3 separate regions of the Danio rerio genome follow, and all the other regions are linked to region 1. The links are chromatin contacts, called in public HiCAR-type and HiChIP or PLAC-seq maps. All regions are on one chromosome and are shown on one strand. The core of a region is the stretch at or near the end of the contact, and the rest is flanking DNA. Distances in the headings are between cores, read along the strand shown. Region 1 holds the start of rnft1 (ring finger protein, transmembrane 1). Region 2 has its middle 41 kb from the start of auts2a. Region 3 holds the start of ints2 (integrator complex subunit 2).

What was found. HiCAR-type assays count read pairs that join an accessible place to other places. HiChIP or PLAC-seq counts read pairs in DNA pulled down with a chosen protein or histone mark.
Region 2: a HiCAR-type map of caudal fin shows a contact between it and region 1, with 5 times the contacts expected there. The contact joins the enhancer-like site here to the promoter of rnft1 in region 1. A contact is called at or near these places in 6 of 18 Hi-C or Micro-C datasets (caudal fin, embryo, fibroblasts and 2 more) and 2 of 4 datasets of contacts at active chromatin or transcription factors (caudal fin and embryo).
Region 3: an H3K4me3 HiChIP or PLAC-seq map of gastrula embryo shows a contact between it and region 1, with 2.8 times the contacts expected there. The contact joins the promoter of ints2 here to the promoter of rnft1 in region 1. A contact is called at or near these places in 1 of 18 Hi-C or Micro-C datasets (caudal fin) and 2 of 4 datasets of contacts at active chromatin or transcription factors (embryo and gastrula embryo).

What each region holds. Positions count from the first base shown.
Region 1 is chr10:33,077,554-33,082,182 of GRCz12tu, forward strand. rnft1 (ring finger protein, transmembrane 1) reads left to right here and starts at 2,018. Exons shown (of 9, transcript NM_213228.2): 1 at 2,018-2,195; 2 at 3,298-3,737; 3 at 3,846-3,922. The coding sequence starts at 2,170. The region is part of intron 1 of LOC141376390 (a long non-coding RNA gene); the gene reads right to left.
Region 2 is chr10:32,895,707-32,900,335 of GRCz12tu, forward strand. No RefSeq gene overlaps it. Among named protein-coding and RNA genes, the nearest start is that of auts2a, 41 kb to the left of the region's middle. Within about 2 kb of position 2,220, at least 3 of the 62 cell types and tissues checked have an H3K27ac peak or open chromatin away from gene starts, as enhancers often do.
Region 3 is chr10:32,947,078-32,951,706 of GRCz12tu, forward strand. ints2 (integrator complex subunit 2) reads right to left here and starts at 2,493. Exons shown (of 25, transcript NM_001020542.2): 1 at 2,116-2,493; 2 at 671-967; 3 at 375-513. The coding sequence starts at 963. med13a (mediator complex subunit 13a) reads right to left here. Exons shown (of 30, transcript NM_001281468.1): 30 at 3,518-4,629. The coding sequence ends at 4,557.

The DNA.
Region 1 (4,629 bases), core at 768-3,267:
CCCTTTTAAATTCCTTTAATGCTGCATATCACAGAGAAATACTTGCCTTAAAACATCTATTGGGGTGTGTAGTATTGACAGATTCCACTCAGTTTATATTCCCTGCAAAACAACACACACTCCCAACTCATTCACATTACCATTTTCTAAATGTACAACAAGGTACTTACATCCATTCCTCCTCAGACTAAGCTACATTATCCTAAAGCATCATTGAACATGCTTGGCTACACAGAATGACCTATACATTTACATTAGTAGGAGGCTGCTATGGGCTTTTTCAATTTTTCAGTTGCATGATTATATCCTTGTCTGGACACAGTGTCTGTGAGAGTACAGTATTATGGTGGGTGTTGTTAGACAAAGTGATTATTAACCTGTGTAAATGTTCCATCCTTCCATTGCTAATAATACGATATGACTAAACAGAAACTCTGAAGGTTTTATTAAATCCTACATGGTAATACATTGCTGGAAAAATGCTCACTTTTGCTTTCTCTAAATGTCAATGTTACATTATAAAAATTACCAGTGTGAAAAAAATGATTAACCCGATTTTGAAGAAATTAAAAATGTTTTTTTTATTTTTTTTTATTTCTATAGTTTCAATGTTTAAATGAGATTTCGGTTCAGATATTGAATATTTAAATTGACATTTATTCATTTAGCAGATGCTTTTTCATAAAAGCGACTTACAAATAAGCATAAAAGAGCACTTGATTTTATCAGAGAGAAGCATTTATGTCATTTATACACGTCTAAGCTAGGCATGGGGCGATAACCAGTTTCAAGGTTTACCATGGTTTGAAAAAGTCAAGATATAAAAAAATCTTAAATTCTCTGTTGCAATGTTCCTAAGGTATATGTTAGTTTTATCTTTTATGTTTTTTTACAACCTTATTTTTTTTTCTCGATTTTTAGGGGAACAGTATGACCACATCTAAAGCTACTGGTCAGCCTACGATTCAACAAACATCTGAAAAACAAACTAATTATAAACCAACACCCAAGCATGCTAAAGAGCTAAACAGTGCAGAGGCTTACTGTATATCCAAAGAAAAGAGAGATATCCAAAGATGCCTTTTCAATTTGTAAAAAAAATCTGTAGTTTTGAAACGAATGAAGATAGCAGAAGTCAATGATTTATTTTCATTATTTAGCCTGACGTTTACTGTTCCAAAATATTAAAAATAACAGAGCTTATATATATATATGTTGAAGCTGAGCGGACAAACTTAAAACTCATTTTTGGCTTGGAAGAGTTCTCAGACGCACGTTTGATAGAATTAATTATGACAAAGATCTAAACTGAGCCACAGCCACAGTCAATCCGAACAAAAGCAACATGGAGTCAAGTGAGATAAACATGACTGGGAGTTTTACTCAAATAGTTTGGAGCTGCGAATGTTAAGTTTTTCAGAGGCAGGATCTTCATCCCAAGACATTATCAACCATCCAAAGCATAATTAACAAATCTGCACAGAGGTGATCTAAAGATACCCAAAAATAACATCTGTCATCAGTTACTCCTTCATTGGTTTAAAACCCTATTTTAGTTTCTTTATTCTGCAGAGAAGTTATTTTGAAGAAAGCTGGTTGATGGTATCTATTGACTTCCAAAGTTTTTTTTTTTACTATGGAAGCTGGGTACCATCAAACATGCTTTTCAATAATATCCCATTACTTCTTCAACAGCAAAAAGAAACTCAAAATATTTTAAAACACATGATGGAGAGTAAATTCTGAGGTAATTAACTTCCATTTTGGGGTGAATTGTACGTCAGACACAATGGGTCTGACACTACATCAAAATGTTGTTATCTAATCTTTAAAAAATGGCGATTGAGACGTTCTATCATTGAGTTTTTAAGAAAGAAAGTCAGTGATGCGAGTTTGAAATAGCATGAGAGCGAGTAAATGAAAACTGAAGTACTTTAACTTTTATTGTGAAAGAACGGCGGTTGTATTATTGAGGACTTTTATTTTGTTATCCGGCAGAGCCACAGGTTCCTTTAGTAGGTCAGATTAGCAGATAGCTCCCGGAACAATGTCAGACTGAAACTAAACTCAGCCGATGAGCTGTTTTGCTTATTATATATTTAATTTTATGTTGTTGTTTTGGTCTTCAAACGGCACTACAGGACGTAAAATGGAGATCTGTGCTTTATCATGAAACTCCGTGCGCAGTTTGACAGGTATCTGTTCATTAATAAACACATTAACTCAATAAACCCTTTCAGAGCCTTTCATAAAAACACCACGAATCTTAGATATAGCTTTAGAGATGACAGTCTGTATCTTCTTTGATTTAATGTTGTTATGGCTAACAAATATTTGCTCCCTAACGTTACCCCCGTTCAGTCCGTTCATATACGTTATAGGCATTTATAGAATGTATGTAAACAAATGTTTACTTCGATTTTTACATTTGCAGCACTGATGTTTTCGACTGTACGGTGCTTTGATTTCCATTTTTGGTGAGCCATACAAAGTTGGGGGGATCACAATTTTACAGCGGAGGTATTAACTTACATACGATACCACGATTTTAGCAATATAAAAATGCTAATAACAATAACAGCGTAGCTAATCGTTTTGGTTCATTCGCAGAAACTCAACTGAGGCTGAGTTATGTTTTCGCAGATGGATAGATAGACACAGACACATATTTAAAAATCGAAGCCATTGATATTATTTAAATGATTTTAAAGCTGAGTATTTTATGTATGATTTTGTTCGGAATATGAGACAGGTGCTCAGAACAGTGCAAATAAAAATATGATGCTTGATGCATAATGATTTTTAAACAGTCATATTAAAATAAAACAACTTACGTTTTATCCTAGGTTTGTCTGTAAAGCTGTAACGTTACATTCATTCTATTTGAGCCAACAAAAGAGATTGCAAACGCCAAGGACTGGTATTTGTCACTGAAGCGAAGCGACAACGAATTACCGTCCACACCCAGATGATCTCGATACCGTTTTTGCGTCCGAGGGATGCCCTCTTCCAATGCACCATACTTGTTTTTTGTTTCTTGCATGCTTGTTTTAATCTGTTAATGGCCGAATTTACAGATTTTTTAGCCGAGTTAAAAATAACAAAGATAAAAAAAACGAAGATTGTGCAATCACTCTTCTATAAACTATTGTATTTATGAATAGGAAATACCAGTTTATTGAACTTCATGACGGAGTGTTTTGTAAATTACTAACTTAAATAGCAAAATTATGATAAGTTACGTTGTAAAGTGGATAAAACACCTTTATTTATAATGCATTGACTTTTCCCCCACAGAGGAACATATAGCGAGTCCAAAGGATCGTTTAAACTGAGGGATTCACTTGATCCGATGCAACCGGAGCCGAGCTCTCGGGAAGGGAACGGGCTGTCGTTAACCCTGCAGCCGGAGCTCCTCGCCCGAATGCCCGGAGCTGGGAGCTCCAGCGGGACGGAAACAGGCGAGGACGTCCGGGTGCCTATGGGCAGCTCTTCGGGATCGACGAATGGACGTGGCGCGACCTCACGGAGAATGAGAACAGCGAGTCACAGCCACTCCCACACCCATGGACACGGGCACAGCCACGAGCACGAGTCCGACAGCGGAGAGTCTGACCTGGAATCCGGAGAATCTAGCAGCTCGATTTCGGAGCTTCGCTACCTCCTGCGCTGGCTCAAGAAAAGTCTGCCTTTTATAGTTATTCTCTGCGCAAAACTAGTGATTCAACATGCTCTGGGTATGTGTTGGTGGAAAAAAAATTTGCTCTGCTGGAGCACTGGTTATGATAATGTGTAAAGTTCATGACCCCTGTCACAGTTTCAATGTGTGTTGTTGTTGTCTTCAGGTCTGGCTGTTGCTGTTGGTCTGTTTACCACATTTATGTATGTCAACAAAAGCATTCAAACGCAAGTGTTTCTCCATGTAAGTTCTCAATATTTTGGATAATGTATCAGTGCTTGCCAATCCTCTCCTATGGTTATAGGTAGGCCCACCCGGAATCTGCGCACACAGAATTACGCAGATTTTTAGCCATCATTAATTCTGTTTACTTACTTGAGTAAATGTGTGTAAAATTTATATTTCTTCAGTTTTTTTATTAATATCAGTAATATTATTGGCTAATGTGAAATTGTTCATCAGATTTATGTACAATGCAGTTTGTTCAGTATTATTTTCTGTCTTTTACTAGATATATTATATGACAAACTTGCTTTATTTACTAAATAATGTGGATCTAATTGGATTTGCATTTTATACATTAAATAAAAGTTAAAAAGATACTATTTTTAATTTTAAATATTAAGGTTTTAGTTATGATACTCCCAAAATAATTCCGCAGAAATTCGCAGACTTTGACCAAAATTATTTGCAGAAATAGCAAAACAGTCCGCAGATTCCATCTGGCCCTTGTTATATAGGTTAATCTGGTGTGATGATCTGTTATGATTATGCCTCTGAGCAAAACAGTTAATGTTGGTTTGTTTAAAGGTCTTTTTACACTAAAGAGCATTATTAAAACAACTCTGTTCATCCACATGCTTTGCTACACAAATGAGCAGTTTGACAATGCAAATATCTGATTTTATGCAAAATGCAACCCGTCAAATAATGCAAAGTTATGTATGTGT
Region 2 (4,629 bases), core at 970-3,469, 180 kb before region 1:
GAATGGTTGTTGGTGACAGACAAGCTGGTCTGAGTATTTCAGAAATGGCTGATCTACTGGGATTTCCATGCACAACCATCTCTGGGATTATAGAGAATGGTCTGAAAAAAAGAAAAGAAAAATCCAGTGAGCGACAGTTCTGTGGGCGCAAATGCCTTGTTGATGTCAGAGGTCATAAGAGAACGGCCAGGCTGATTTCAGCTGATAGAAAGACAACAGTAACTAAAATAAGCACTCGTTACAACTGAGGTATGCAGAAGAGCATCACTAAACGCACAACACATCCAATCTTGAGGCAGATGGGCTACAGCAGCAGAAGACCACACTGGGTGCCACTCCTGTCAGCTAAGAACAGGAAACTGAGGCTACAATTTGCACAGGCTCACCAAAATTGGACAATAGATGGTTGGAAAAACGTTGCCTGGTCTGATGAGTCTCAATTTCTGCTGTGACATTCAGAGGGTAGGGTCAGAATTTGGCATCAACAACCATCCCGGATCCATCCTGCCTTGTAACAACAGTCCAGGTTGGTGGTGGTGTTGTAATGGTGGGGGGATGTTTTCTTGGCACACTTTGGGCCCATTAGTACCAATTAAACATTGTGTCAACGCCACAGCCTACCTGAGTATTGTTGCTGGCCATGTCCATCCCTTTATGACCACAGTGTACTCATCTTCTGATGACAACTTCCAGCAGGATAAGATGCCATGTCATAAAGCACGAATCATCTCAGACTGGTTTCTTGAACATGACAATGAGTTCCCTGTACTCAAATGGCCTCCACAGTCACCAGATTTCAATCCAATAGAGCACTTTTGGGATGTGATGGAATGCCAGATTCACATCATGGTTGTGCAGCTGACAAATCTGCAGCAACTGCATGATGCTATCATGTCAACATGGACCAAAATCTCAGGGAAATTTTTCCAATACATAGTTAAATCTATGCCACGAAAAATTAAAGCAGTTTTAAAGGCAAAAGGGGGCCCAACCCTGTACTAGTAAGCTGTACCTAATAAAGTTTCTGGTGAGTATATATATTCAAAATTTAAAAAAGCCTGATCTCATCAGAAATGTTTATTTTTTTACTATATATTACTATAACTATTTATTATAAAATTTTCCGAAGATTTTTAATCAGGTTCGGATCAGGAACCAACTCAGGCCATTTCATTATTTCAATGCTTCAAGGAACTTCTTCACTCATTCCGCTGTATGACAGGCCACATTGCCCTGCATGACAAGTGCTGGCTGATTAGCTGATAAACGCAAAGAAGAACCACATGTTGCTGAAGGATAAACATTTGATTTGACTCCAGCATGTAGATGCAAGAGAGGCCAAAGTCGTGTTCTAAAATAAAATCTCCCAAACCAACACACTTTAGGTTTAGTCTTTCATCACTTTGGTGATGAAAAATATGTACCCAATTAAACTCAATTCATCACTTTGGATCAGTTTATGAACACACAACACTAGCCTTACAGACAGAGAAAAAAATAGATGGACAGGAAAAAAAAGCAGGGGGTTAAAAAATAAGTGAAGAACAAAAAGAATAAAACTAAGAAAATCCTAATATTAAGAATTGAAAGAAGAGGATGAGAGAGACAGGAGAAAGATGTCTGGCTTTCTGGCTGGCTGGATCAAAGTCATTTCCTGCTTCCATACACAGTGAACTCAGTCTCCACTGCCAGATAAACACCTGTAACATAGTCGAAACCTCAAACAATCTCTCTAATAGCTTTATCGCCTTTACTAATGTAGTCACCCAGAGCGACTGATGAAGTCAATGTGGGCCTCGAGCAAACGGCTGTAGATGATTTATACCTCAGACCAGAAGCTAATCACACATTCAGCAGGTGTATGATATAACACACTCTCCAGTCGCCCCAGATGGCAAAGCATCCAAGAGCCCTTAAGGTTCCTTCCTACAACACGGACCATGGCGCAGAGAGGTTACAAACCAGGACTGGTAATAGTGAGGGTAATTCGATCGAGCTTACCGCAGACCGCACGCTGGCATCTGGTACCTCTCAGCCAAAAATGAAAGAAGTATTTTACATGGTGCAATCTCTAATCTCATAAACAATACTAAAGACATGATGTAAGGCTCCAGGGTGCCATGAACGGCGAGGCATATTACATTTAGATGGAGCCCGTGGGGCCCGAGCTGAAATATAGTGATTTGATTGCAAGCGTCTGTAAATAGCTTTTGCCAGTACAGTCGGCCTACGCTGACAACACGATTTGCAGCACAGCTTGCTTTGATTCAGTGGGAAATAAAACACGCAAGCGCGCCGCGTTCTGAAGCGAGATGTTTTGAATTTCACCAAAGGCTTGAGATCAGAGACTTGATATAACTATCTGGGCAAGAGACAAATTCGCTGGGCTTTTTTTTGCTCGCCTTTCCAACTGGCAAGTTACTTAACATCGTCGTTTGAAAAACTGCCTCCATCTTAACAAGATGCAAAGAGAGATACCCTGACCGGTCACAGCCTACAATCTTGACGTTTACTGTAAAGATCTGTATCAGATTTAAAGCCCGCCAGCTATTACCAGATGGAAAGCTGGCACTCGCCACAGTGGATTTCACAAATGGATGCTGAACGCAACACTAAACAGATGTCAATTACAAAATCAAAGCGAGAATCACATTAGCTGTGCTTTTAGACCTTTGTCTCGCAGTGCAAAGTCAATTGAATTTACTGATGCGAGCGCATGGGTATTCATCCCACTCAAGGCATCCAGAAGTAAGAAAAAGAACTCAATAGCAGGTCAAGAAAAGACAGAAACGGCCCTGAAACTGAGGAAGCCGAGTCTGCTAGGGGAGGTGATAAACATTTCCATTTCTCTCTGAGGTGAAAGAAAGGAGCAAAGAAGATTTTTTTTGGTGCGAAGAAAGGTGTTTAAACTTGACAGCGCCTTATAGGAGAAACAAAAGCGAGCTGTGATTTCGCCTTCGCTAGCCTGAGGCCGTTCACAGCAGCTCAGAGTCAAAGCTCTGAAGAGGCAAAAGACCTGCGGTGAGAAGCGTTTGTACCACAGAAACACTGTGGATGCATATTCTGCGCACTCGTTTTACATGCAAGGATCACCCTATGGGCAGATGTGCACTTAGAAGCGATGGATGCCTTGGTTATTTTTAGGCATGCTTGTTTAAGAGCACTTACTTCACATCAGAGAAGAAAAACTCATCAGTGTCTTCAAGTGAGCGTGAAAAAAGAGTATTGTTTATTAAGGCATAACATGAGCAGAAATGAGTTAGTTACCCTATTTTTTAGTACACAACCCTGATTCAAACCCCATGGTGTAATTTGGCTCTGAAAAAGACCATTTTTGTATTTACTGGATTTATTTTGTGAGCCAAAAATGATTGCAAATAAAATCAGAGCATTTTCTCAAGCCTTCATAATACAGAATGCTATTGTACCAGAGTAAAAGTAGCATGTGGCTGGCCAAGTGATTTGTTGTGCTCCAAACATTGATCATGGGTAAGTGTTTCCATATGAACTGCAGGTTGTCACAACTGCATTTTTGCATGTGACAAGAGCGCCCCCACATGGACGGAGATCTGGATGGATGTTGGATTTAATTCCATTTTCAACACATTTCAAGAATAAAGGAATAACAGCTGACATGATAAAATATCCGTTAATGTAAATGCATTTCATGATTTTTCTTTTTTCTTTTAAATAAACCTCTTTTGATTATGCTGGCTGCATGTATTTGATAAAAAATAAAATTTTACTGTAAAATAATATTTTAACTAAATTAAAATACTATGACTATGTATTTTAAAACGTAAATATTCATATAGATCAAATCAAAAAGTTCAGGTTATTATCTCCCATGTTAAAAGTATTTCTCTGCTTTTTTTTTTGTAGAAAGAGAGGTACATTACTTTTACTTCTAAGGAATTATATTTTAACAGAAAGTTCAAAATAACTATTTATTTTAAATAAAAATAATCATTTAAAATTATAAAGTCCTTTGCTGTCAGTGTTGACCAATTAGATGTGTCCTCAATGAATACAAGTAATTTTTAAAAGGAAAACATTATTAATGAAGTTACATTTAAGAAAGAAAAATTCACATTTATTTACATTTTACCCGACAAAAGTCTTGTCGCCTATCCAAGTTTTAGGAACAACAAATAATGACTTGACTTCTTGATCATTTGGTATCGGAAGTGGCTTTCATGAAAGGCAAAGGCCTCTAGATTACACTTATTTTCCCAAAATAAAATATGATCATGCCTTGATGTTTAATTATTTAATTAGGACAGTAAGGTCCGACTTTGCTTAGAAAAAAATCTTTGTTACTTTACAGAAATAATGTACAGTATAGAATATAAAGTCAAGCTGCAGTGGAAGAAGAATTTATATTGTGTATGACTCCAATGAGCTTGAAGAATTTGCCCTCTCCTGTCGCTTGTAATGTAACGAGCAGCATAAATATCAACAGGCTGTTGATGTCGGCATCCACTCTGCAGATCTCTCACACGCCCTCATACTGAATGTAAACCCAAACCAGAATTTTTCCTTCGCCAAACTTGACTGATTTCTGTGAGAATCTTTGGTCCATGCGGGTCCCAATAGGTCTTCTGCAGTATTTGTGATGATTGGGATGCA
Region 3 (4,629 bases), core at 1,243-3,742, 130 kb before region 1:
AGAATATGAATGAAGGATATTGATGGTCACAGTTTGACATACGAGTTGTTAAATCTAGGGCAGGCCTATTTATTTTATTCTTTTTTATTCAGTAATTCTTTTTTCTATGCTGTTAAAAACACTACTGCTTGAAGATGTTCTGTTGTTAATATGTTCTGTATGCTGTTGTTTGCACGTTAAAATAAATCAGCTTTTCAAAATGCAATATTTAATGTGTCAGATCCAAAATAGACACCTCAATTCATTTTTGTATTTAAATAATAAGTTCATCCTAATCTGCCCAGTTAACGATTAATATCCGATTAATGAGCGCCGGTTGGGAAAATTACCCGAATGAGCATCCCTATGCAGTAGTAAATAAAAGGACACTGAACCTTGTTCATAATGGCCAGCAGCTCACTTAGAGCCAGTCTGAGTCTCCTGAGAGGATCACTGTGCTCAAACTCCAGAGTCAAACCATGCTGAAGCTGAGACACCAGAATGCTCTCGCCATTAGATCCTCCAGCCTTATGCCTGTGTAAAAGAAAACATGCTTAAATCATCAAATAATCAAGATTGTCTCAATCAGAACATCCTCCTCTCTGAGCCAGACAAAGCTCTCATTTAATGTACGGATGAGCTGAACCTACGGAATGACCACATGAAAGTACTTTCTTTCATCCAGACCCACCTTAGCTGCTGCTCTTTTCTAGCATCCTGCTCCAAAGCATGGAAATCCACAGACAGCAGAGCAACAATGGAGTTCACCGCCTCCACCCCTGACAGCAGCCGCAGGATGAGCTTCTTATCCTGTGCCCAGGCATTGCTCTGATCTGCAGGGGCACAGAGAGCCATCCTGACCAGACAGGGCAGAAGGAGACGCAGCTCTGGGTCACTTAAAGCTGCCAGTCGGGCTACATCCACCTTCTGCATGGCCTCGAATGCATACGGGCTCACAAACTGAAGACTGGCACTGTCTGTCATTCTTCTGCAAAGTGAAAGGACAGGGAAAGGAAACAGTAAGCATTTTTGCTGATTTTTTGTACTAAAATAAGCTACTGGTATCATTATAAAATGAAAATAATAAATGACAACAGTGTTTTCTTGCAAATGCTATAATTTTCTTGTTCAGTGTTGGGAAACGAGATAATTTTAATTTGAGGAAGATCAAAAATCTATGCAAATTAATTTGATATTAAAAAAACTTTTCATGATTTAAAATAACAATTTTATTTTTAATATTTTTCATGATGACAGCCATTTTAAACTTGCTGATGTGTTCAAAAAATATTCATCATCATTGCTAAAATTGTTGCTTATTAATTTTTTTGTGTGAACAATAATACATTTTGTTTAGGATTTCTGATGAATTATTAAGTTATTAATAAGTTAGTTTACTTTATTTGTCCCCATTTCACATTTGGCATATTTAGAAATAAATCATTTAAAAACATGGTTCCCTTACTCTAAATAAACATCCAGTCTACTAGCCATCAACTGCTACAGGGGGAGGAGGAATTTAAAAACTGAATTGCGTGAGGTAATAGTAATATAATGATTTCAAATAACGGATTTATTTGTAATATTTATTTATGATGACAACCCTGACTTGGTGTTTAAAAAAACAACATTGATCAAATTGTTGTTTAATATTCTTTTGTGTGAACATTAATACATTCTGTTTAGTATTTCTGGTGAATTATGAAGTTCTAAAGAACTGTCATTAAGTTGGCAAAAATATCGCAATGCATTTTTGACTTAACATGACAAAAATCACGTTGTGTACATGTATGACAGTAATGCAATGACATTTAAGCATACAGTTAGTCGGTTGTGAATAATATAGTGTTTGAATAAAACAGTACTGCTTTATAAGAGTGCGCTGAATTTTCTTTTGCTTTTAAAACATTATTTTCTGATTATTATTTTAATATTTATTGCTTTAAATGTGTTGAAATTAATATTTAAAACACTTTTAATGCTAACTGTGGGAACTGCCCTCAGATTCACAACACAGCTAACGTTAAGCAGAAACTTATGCTTAATATAACAAACTTTTCGGCTTGCGACTTTATTTAACATCATTGAAAGCAAATAATGCATTTTATATAATGAACAAACCACAATTATCCTTACCTAGACTTCAACAGCGCCGCTGGTTACAAAAGAAACCCGCTGAGGCCTGTAAGACCGCGGTCTGTCGTGATTCTCTCTGAAAAGGAAGTTGATCTTCTTCGGTCGAAATAGGACAGCTCACCGGTAAGCTAACATGCTAGCTGCTAAAGCTATCCTGCTTAAGAGATCCATTCATCCCGATTTAACTAAATGAAGCAATATATTTAAAATAATTATATGCTTAATACAATCCACTTACTCTATATTAAACCCACATGTGTCGGCCAGAGTGCTTAGCAAGCTATAAAGTAGAAAAAGTAATGATTTTAGCACAAGCGATCATCTGCTCCGCTGTGAGCATGCTGAACTCTGGCTGCGTCTCAAATCCTAGTGTGCCGCCTACCTAGAAGCACCATTGTCCGAACACCACAGCCGTGTTCTTCCTCAAATTATGAAAAAACACCAATAAGTGGCACGTTTGAAGCAAAGGTAAAGAATTTACATGTCAAGTGAAAATGGAAATAACATACAAATCACAAAAAGTTACTTATATAACGTTATGTATATAACGGAGAGTAAAGACTTATTTAAGCGTTAATGGGAGTCAGTTTCTGTGAACGCTTTATCCTATTCAACTATTACGTTACCCAAGTTCTAGGTTCAAGAAGTCATTTTCATTTAATTGTTTGATTCATATTTTAAGTGAGTCTAAATGCAATCTATATATAATCTAAATGTAGTATGTGTTGTGATTTTATAGATGTCATTATATCTAGTTTAAACCATGTATTCATAGCAATACCATATCAAACATGAGGCTAGATAAAAATGTCCATAAAGCTAAATGCGATTGTTATTAAGCAAATTAACCTACAAATCATTTTAGAGTGGTTATCTGCGAAATCTGTGTTAAACTTGAGTATATTGCCATTTATAATGCATATTATGATTATGAACATTTCCCCTGGTATATACTCCTACCCTAAATAGATTTTCATGTGAATACCTCACAAATGCAGTGAGGTCTGGCCTTGGCGTGCTTGACCCTAAAGCTGTTTATCAGACTTTTGCATTTGGAAAGCATGTAGATTTGGTGTGGGAAGTAAGAGAAATCCCAGGGTCTTTGAATATCAGCATACAGTTTATTCTGAACAGAGTAAGATAGAGGAAATTGATCTTTCTCTGTGCACAAACACTGCATTTCCAACAGCCACCCAGATCGTTCATCAAAGTCCGTTTACACCACATTTCTGTCACTCTCAAAGAAAACTGGTTCTTGTCTAAAAGTGTCCATTATCACTCGAAATTGGTGCAAAAAGGAGGAGCCAATGGGGTGGATGCGAAAGCTGAAGCAAATTTTTAGGTGTTTTTATGCCTTCATGAAACATCCCAACATCCCCACCCAAAAAACACAGGAAAAACATGAAGTTGACTCTTTTTATTCCTAAAACAGAAGCAGTGCCACCCAATGCTGGTGCGGCATTCATATATAATTATTTATATATTGCAGTTTTTCGTTTTTGTGTCTAAATGTGTGGTATAAAATACAATATACGACAATGTACCTCTTTATTTTTAAACACAGTGAACTTCATTGCTGTACAAGTCCCGTGCAGCTAAAGCTTAGCTGTAATTTTGTCCACGCGCAAAGGCGCGGACTGAAACCCCCTATCCAGTCTCCTCTGTACATCGTGACAATACAAATAATCTGTGTCTCCCTTACAAAAAATAATACTCTAAAAGCAACCTACCGCAACTTTATTTTATTCATCTTTTTAGTGGGTTTTTTTCCGTTTGATGGTTCGTTTTTGTAATTAAGACGATTACATATATTTTTGACCAATTGCTTTAAAGCAGGAAGGCGATACAAACCTTCTAGAACTTTTATATATAAAAGAGGTTAAGAAATCAGACAAATTATACATTTAAAAACTTACAATAAATAAGACAGATGCAGGCATTTCATTTGGATATAATCCCATCCAAAAGAAACAGGGAATTAGAGGTCTTAAAACCAAGAATTCATTCTCATTTCAAAGAGCATCAAAAGTCCCTTTCCATCAGATTCTATACAGATAACTCCTCCATACACGTTGATTAAAGAACTGGCCGAATCCGTGCTAACCGAGGAACCGCGCGCTACCATTGCTTGTAGCATCCGTTGAACCTGGGATGTCGAACACCAGCAGTCAGCACTTCCATCTTCCTTCTTTGGCCTCTGCATTCTCCTTCAAGGCCTCTCGTTGTCTTCGAGTGAGTGTTATGAACACCAGACGCCTGATCCTCCTCCACAGTGCTGGGTCTGAGGTGTAGTGACTGCCTACCCAGATCGTATCTCGCGCACTTATAAAGTCCAGCACTGTAGTTTTCCGTTGGATTGTTTTTAGATCCGCCTTTTCTTCTTCACTCTCCTCGTTTCTGTTCCCTGATAAGGTCCTGCTCTCAGTTCTGCTCAGTGAGTGTTACAACATGGTCATGATGAAGTTGTACATTTGATTGAGCACCACAAAATGGATGGGCAGGCAAGAGCGGCGG